Linked DNA regions of Hordeum vulgare: region 1 is linked to region 2. A link is a contact called in public Hi-C data. All regions are on one chromosome and are shown on one strand. The core of a region is the stretch at or near the end of the contact, and the rest is flanking DNA. Distances in the headings are between cores, read along the strand shown.

Region 1 (3,337 bases), core at 646-3,145, 420 kb before region 2:
TCCATGGTTGCTGAACCGTGGCAATTGTTTGTTTAACTGCATTTATCATATCTGGACAACTACAGTTGTCATGGTTGCTCAACTGCAGTCGCCATGTCTAAACAACTGCATTGCCATGTAAAACTAGAAAGACAAGGCAACTGACAGGCGTGCAGACTTGTGGACGCGCGACGGCAGTTCTATCCAATTGCCATGTAACACTGAAAAATACATGACAATTGACAGGCGTGTGGACGCGCGACGACAGTTTCACTCAGTTGTCATGTAACACTGGAAAGATATGGCAATTGACAGGCATTCGGGCGTGTGGACGCGCGACGGCAGTTCCATCCAATTGTCATGTAACACTATAAAACACATGACAACTGACAGACGTGTGGGCGTGCGACAACAGTTTCACTTAGTTGTCACGTAACACTGGAAAAGGTATGATAATTGACAAGCATTCGGACGTGTGGGCGCAACGCCAGTTTCACCACACGTCGGATTGGCAGCCGCAAGCTTTGCGTGCGTGAAACAGGCCTGTGGGCGAGCTGATAAACGCCCACATACCAACTCTTTCTTACTTGATACAAAAAAATTGTCAAAAGATGTCAAGATTCGTGCAAACACACGTAAACGACAATTCATGCGTGTGGACGGATTGCAAGATACACACGTATCTTTTCTGATATATAATTGTCCACCCAAGTCACGAGGTAAACCCTCATGGGTCATGTATTCGAGCACCAAGCAACACACTCCGTCAACACTTACGTGACTTGCTAGACTTTCAAATGCAGTAATTCTTTTCCTCTGAGAAAATGACACCATATGCTTTGCAGGAAAACAACACCAGGATATAAAATTGGGAAGTGGTCAATGAAATTTCTACGACACATGTAGACTGGTATGACAATTTTGCGACAAAACTTTGAACATGGGATGCGTTCTACGAAGGGAACTGTTCTGAAGACTATGCAGTTTAGCAACAGATCTGAAAGGATAAGCAACTCTGAAGAGCTTGTAAAGAAAATTGAAAGGTCAACTATATCAGGTTCCTTTGTCAGCCAAGAAGCGGTCCAAAGCCAAAAATATAAAACAAATATGTCATCTTGGACTGCGGGTTTAATGCCCATTTTCATCGAGTAGCGCTATTGAACCATTCTCTCAAGAAAAGTAATCTAATTGGGTCACCTAGAATCAAGCAACAAAAACTGGCGTAAATTTCTGAAACCTAGCGACTATTTTATTCCCATGGGAAGCAAACTTGTACACATATTTTGCAGGGAGTCCAGGATGACTTCTTCACCCTATATAGGCGAATAACTTGCTTGCTGAACAAATTTCTGCTGAAGAGAAGTGACAAGCAGGGGGAATCAAGAATGTTAGGAAGCTAGGGATTTGTAACAGGAATTAAGTTGTGTTTTTCAACTGGTTCAGAACAAGAACTACTAATATGCAGTTGCAGGCAACAAACAGAGGTGCACTTCACTTATGACACCGCACAATCTCGCGAATAACATCTTAGTAAGAGTAAATCAAGCAATACTCGCGATCAAAGAAGCAAGAAAGCAACCAGCCGGATCACATCGTACCGCAGGTCCACAGCAACACATAAAATTGAGGTAAAACCGCCAAGCAGAGAGCTTAAACAAAGAGAGGACGGAGGGATGTGCGTGCGTACCGCCGGAGGCCGGCGCCGGCGTTGGAGGCCGCTTGGCGGCGGACTCGGCCATCGATCGGCTGCGGCGGTAGAAGGGCCGGGTGGCGAACAAGCAAGTTCCACGAGTACGACGGCGGCGGCCCTTGTCCCCCACTGCCTTGAACAACTTGCTGTGCTTCCTGACGGCCACTACTAATAACAGTAATGGCCTCTCCCGGCCTTGTATTAAAGCAGCGCAGTACACTATGGCCCCACGCCTGTAGCAGGGCCGAGACAATCTGGGTCAGAGTCGATTCCAAGGCCTCCCAAAGTGGGTATGGTATCTCTTGAAAGATACTACTCGTGACGGCAGATTTTTTGCTCAGAATGCTGTACCTCCCAGCTACAAAAAGGAAATACAAAAAAGAGTATAAATGTGTCAAAGAAGTGCGAATGGTGCAGCCCACGTCGTAAGTTTGCTATCCACAAAATGTAGACGCGGCCTTTCTTTGGGACCGAGGACATCTTCAACGGCTGATCCCTAAATTGGAGACGGCATGCATGCATGGATTAGGGAGTCGATCATCCATCCGCACCCTTTAAGCATCCGGTTAGGTCCGCTCAATTTAAAATTCAAACAGAAATCCTAGTTAGTGCATGCACGCATTTTAGGCATCACGACCGCCGTGCTTGATCAGGTGCCACCTGGTCATATTCTTTTCTCAACCGTGCGATGCAGAAGACCTGTCGTTTAGGGTAAACGTTGGGTGTCGAAAGCATGCATGCAAGCCAGGTTGTGCTTGTCGCATAAGCAAACTTATACCTCCACTAAAAGCAAGCCTCTTGTGAAGGAAAAAATCACGTTTTTTTGATTTGTGCCTTCAGAAGAAGCAAATACGTGTCTCGACAAAAAATAAATATATGCCTCACGAGGAAAATAAACAAAACATGTTCTTTTCTTTTCGAGTACCTCTCGCGGAAACAAATAAACAAGTTTCTTTTGTTGGGCGCAAAATAAGAAAACAAGTTATTTTCTTCTTGAATACCTATGAAAAACCAGGCAGAAACCAAAAGGAAAAAAACACATCTAAAACCCTAAAACGTGTAAAGAAAAATAAAATAAAACGCCGAGGAAGCGCCCAACACATGACACGTGGCGACGGTTGAGAATGCAACATTTGGCGCGCTCTCGGCCCATCAAAAGTGACCCTTGCGGTGCTCCCGCAAGGGGTACCCCTTCGTTAGTTGCTCCCCAAGATATCCTATTCTGCGCTTCACGCACCAATAGGGGTCGCTGGCGCTCGTTGTTTTTATTTGTGGGCCGCACCCCAATAGTCCTTGTTGAAAATATGCATTAGAGACAACAAAATTATATTATTTATTTCACATTCATAATTAGATATTTATATTTTATGCTATAACTGCTATGATTCTTGAATATATGATCTAGAGAAAAACCCGTAAGCATGTGTAGATTAATAAACGGCAAACATGATTCCTAGTCTTGCCTGTAGGACTAGCTCAAATGTTGCATAGTGATTATATTTTCATAGTCATAGGCATTAGTTAAGTGTAACAAGGATGCCAACAACATTGAGAATATGATGTTATAAAAAGGATCATATTAAATTGACCAAAGTTAATTTTTATACTCAAGAGATGTTATCGTCACAAGTCGACAATCATAACACATAGAGTTAATGTATGCCTAGT
Region 2 (3,022 bases), core at 46-2,545:
TTGGGCACGCCCGGGCTCCTCATAGCCGCTCCGTATTTGGGCTCCAAATGAAGGTGCCGGTCAACCTGTACATTTAAGGCCGGTTTAAGGGATCGTCTGGATTAAGTTTTTGTGACTAAAAAGTGATCGGGCGGATCTGAGAGATCCGGCTGTAGATGCTCTAGATGAGCAGAAACCTTAAGGTGTCCCGTTTGGTTACTGCGGTTTCAACAAAACAGTGAGGTTTTGAGTTTCGATCTTACTTTACACACCTATTTGTGAAGGTTGAAAGGAAGTAATTGACCGAGGCTAAGATATAGAGAGCGCTAACGCGTAGGGGCAGCATTCAAATGAGGTTTCTTCGCCGGTCCCTTTTTCCTACATTCGTCACTGACAATTTATTTCTCAATCTACTCTTTCCGGTCAAGCACTCCTAGGTTCGCTACGGTGTGTACGTTAAAAAACAGCACTTGTGTACTCTATTAATTTGATAAAATTCCTAAATTCAAAGCATGTTCATAGCTTTTTTTAATGGTCATGAATTTAATAATCATTTTCAATTAAAAAAAGTTCAGACATTCTTCAAAATGTTCATGAAATGAGAAAATGTGCGCGAATTCACAAATTGTTTGCAATATAAAACATGTTCCCAAACTTAAAAAACTATACATTGATTCAAAATATCTTCATGAATTCAAATATTTTTCCAAAGTTTTCAAAAATGTTAGCCGACTCAAAAAACTTCCATGAATTAGATTTTCCCCCAAATTTAGAAAATGTTTCCGAATTGAAAACACTTTTTGGATATTAGAAATTATTCCCAAATTATGAAAAATATATTCATCAATTGAAAATACTTCTCCAATAAAAATCGTGAATTCAATGAATTAATTTCGAATATTGGTCCCAAATTTCACTAGATGTTTACAGATTCAAAAAATGTTCTTGATTTGTAAACATTTGTTCACAAATTTAAAATGTTTGTTGATTACAATAACGTAGGAAAACTAAAAGTTGGTCGTGCAAGTCAAAACAATTCCACAAATTTGAAACAATATTCATGAATTGAGAAAATATTAATGGGTTACCAAAAATATTAAAGTATTTGAGAAAAGAAAGTCAATAACAAAGAAAAAGTAATATTTTTTTGGCCATAGAGAAAATTAAAATAAAAAAATGTGGTATTAGTATTTTTTTTTGATATAAAAGTATGGAATTAGTATCTTCCCAAAACCGGTGGGGACGAAAACTTGGAATGGGCTAGCCCACTGTAGCAGCGCGTTCACTTCGGTGATACGCGCTACCACGCTATCCCGCGGGCCATGCGCTAAATAGGTAGCATGTATAACCGGCGTTGTGGGCGTCAAATAGGGACTAGGGAGGTGGGGGCGGGAAATCTGTCTTCTCTTTTTTATTTTTAGTTTATTATTGTCAATGAAAATAGAAAATGTTCCCCAAAATTTGTAAACTTCTAATCTTTTTACCACAATGTTCTTGAATGTGAAAAAAAATATTCATGGATTAAAAAATGTTTGTCGAATTTAGAAAAGTTGTATAAAGTCAAAATATGTTAACCAATTTGAAAATTTACACAAATATTAAAAAGCTTTATAAAATAAATAATAATATTCCCTAACTAAAAAGCAGGTAATGAACTGAAGAAATGTTCATGAATTTTAAAAAGTGTTTGCAAATTCTGAAAATGATTACCCAACTGAAAAATGTTAAGCTCATGTGTGCGAGAAACAAGTACGGTCCCTATTGGACATGACAAATTTTTTGTTGGGGTCTAAGCATGGCTTGTTTGGCGTCATCAGTCAGGTGTGACCATGCACATTAATCAAACATGTGATGGCCAATGGAGGCAACCATAGCGCCTCATGTGGTCCCACGTATGTCACGGCGCCCACAAACCGGATAAGCATCCATAAACTTGCTAGATAGTTAGAAACAACTATAGCAGGAGGCCGGGTAGGAAAAACAACTCTGAATCTGAATGAGACGAATATGAAACTAGTTATACAAGGCAAATACAAACATAGTATAGCATAATCACTTGTGGCAATTATAGTTCGACATGAGTGTTTAAATTGTTTATTCGGCTCCTCCGCCTGTCTAGTTTCCGACAAACCCATTTTCTCCTATGACCGACATCATGGTTACCCGCCTCTGGCGCTCTCGTCTCTGCACCTCGATGCCTAGAAAAACTTGGTCGACCATGGCGTGTTGGCAGCTAACGGTTGTATTGTTCTCATGACCGTACGATTTGGATGGACGTCACCCCTACTGTGTCGTTCGCAACAAATGGGCGTGTGATGGGATGGGAGCGATAGAGGGGACTAGGTGTGTCCTGATACATGAGTGGTGTGACGAGAGGAGGCGCCTTTGAAGGCTGGTTATCCCGTCGTGTTAATAGTCACTCCTTTCGGGTTGGGGTTGCTTGAGTCGACACGTTCTTTTGCATGGACTTTGAGATGAGTGCGACCAATTTTTTAAAGATTTGTTGGTGGGTTTACGCCCCATGGTACTATTGGTCCTTTTTTTCCTTACTCTTTGTTGCTTCGGATGTCTTAGTTTTTCTTTTTTCTCTTGTTGTGCTTGTTTTTCTTGTCAGACCAGACCAAACAAATAAAGAAGCAACATCGCCATGGACCTGTTATGTTTTGACGAGGCATTGACATCAAATTAGAGGGAAAAACAGATTTGTCCAGCGGCTGGACCAGAAATGCAACGAGTCTTTGTCGCCTCGGCAATATTGTACGACTGGTACACACGTAGTCTGGCCTAGCACAACCCAACATTCGAGAAAGCCATGACGATGAGAGATCCGACTAGTGAAAACATGGTTGTCCGCACTTTGTAGAAAAAATAGGTTCCACGGGGTTGTCTATGGATGTAGTGAAAGGTTATAGGATGATGACACGACGCCCCATGGTAGCCGCTTCCTTTTCCTTTCGACTCTCTTACCAATGGACCATAAGTACGGCTTGTTGTGATGCACGAGTAGATTGGTTTGCCCATGCCTTCCATTTCGTTTTTCAGT

Evidence for each region. Hi-C and Micro-C count contacts between places; a contact is called where the count stands out from the background.
Region 1: a contact with region 2 is called in a Hi-C map of seedling, with 4 times the contacts expected there. The contact joins the promoter of LOC123426658 here to the enhancer-like site in region 2. A contact is called at or near these places in 3 of 6 Hi-C or Micro-C datasets (leaf and seedling).

Annotation. Positions count from the first base shown.
Region 1 is chr2H:461,432,703-461,436,039 of MorexV3_pseudomolecules_assembly, reverse strand. LOC123426658 reads right to left here and starts at 1,895. Exons shown (of 5, transcript XM_045110522.1): 1 at 1,667-1,895. The coding sequence starts at 1,718.
Region 2 is chr2H:461,011,399-461,014,420 of MorexV3_pseudomolecules_assembly, reverse strand. No RefSeq gene overlaps it. Among protein-coding and RNA genes, the nearest start is that of LOC123426655, 100 kb to the right of the region's middle. Within about 2 kb of position 1,295, at least 3 of the 3 cell types and tissues checked have open chromatin away from gene starts, as enhancers often do. A contact at or near this core is called in leaf and seedling, where this site is marked.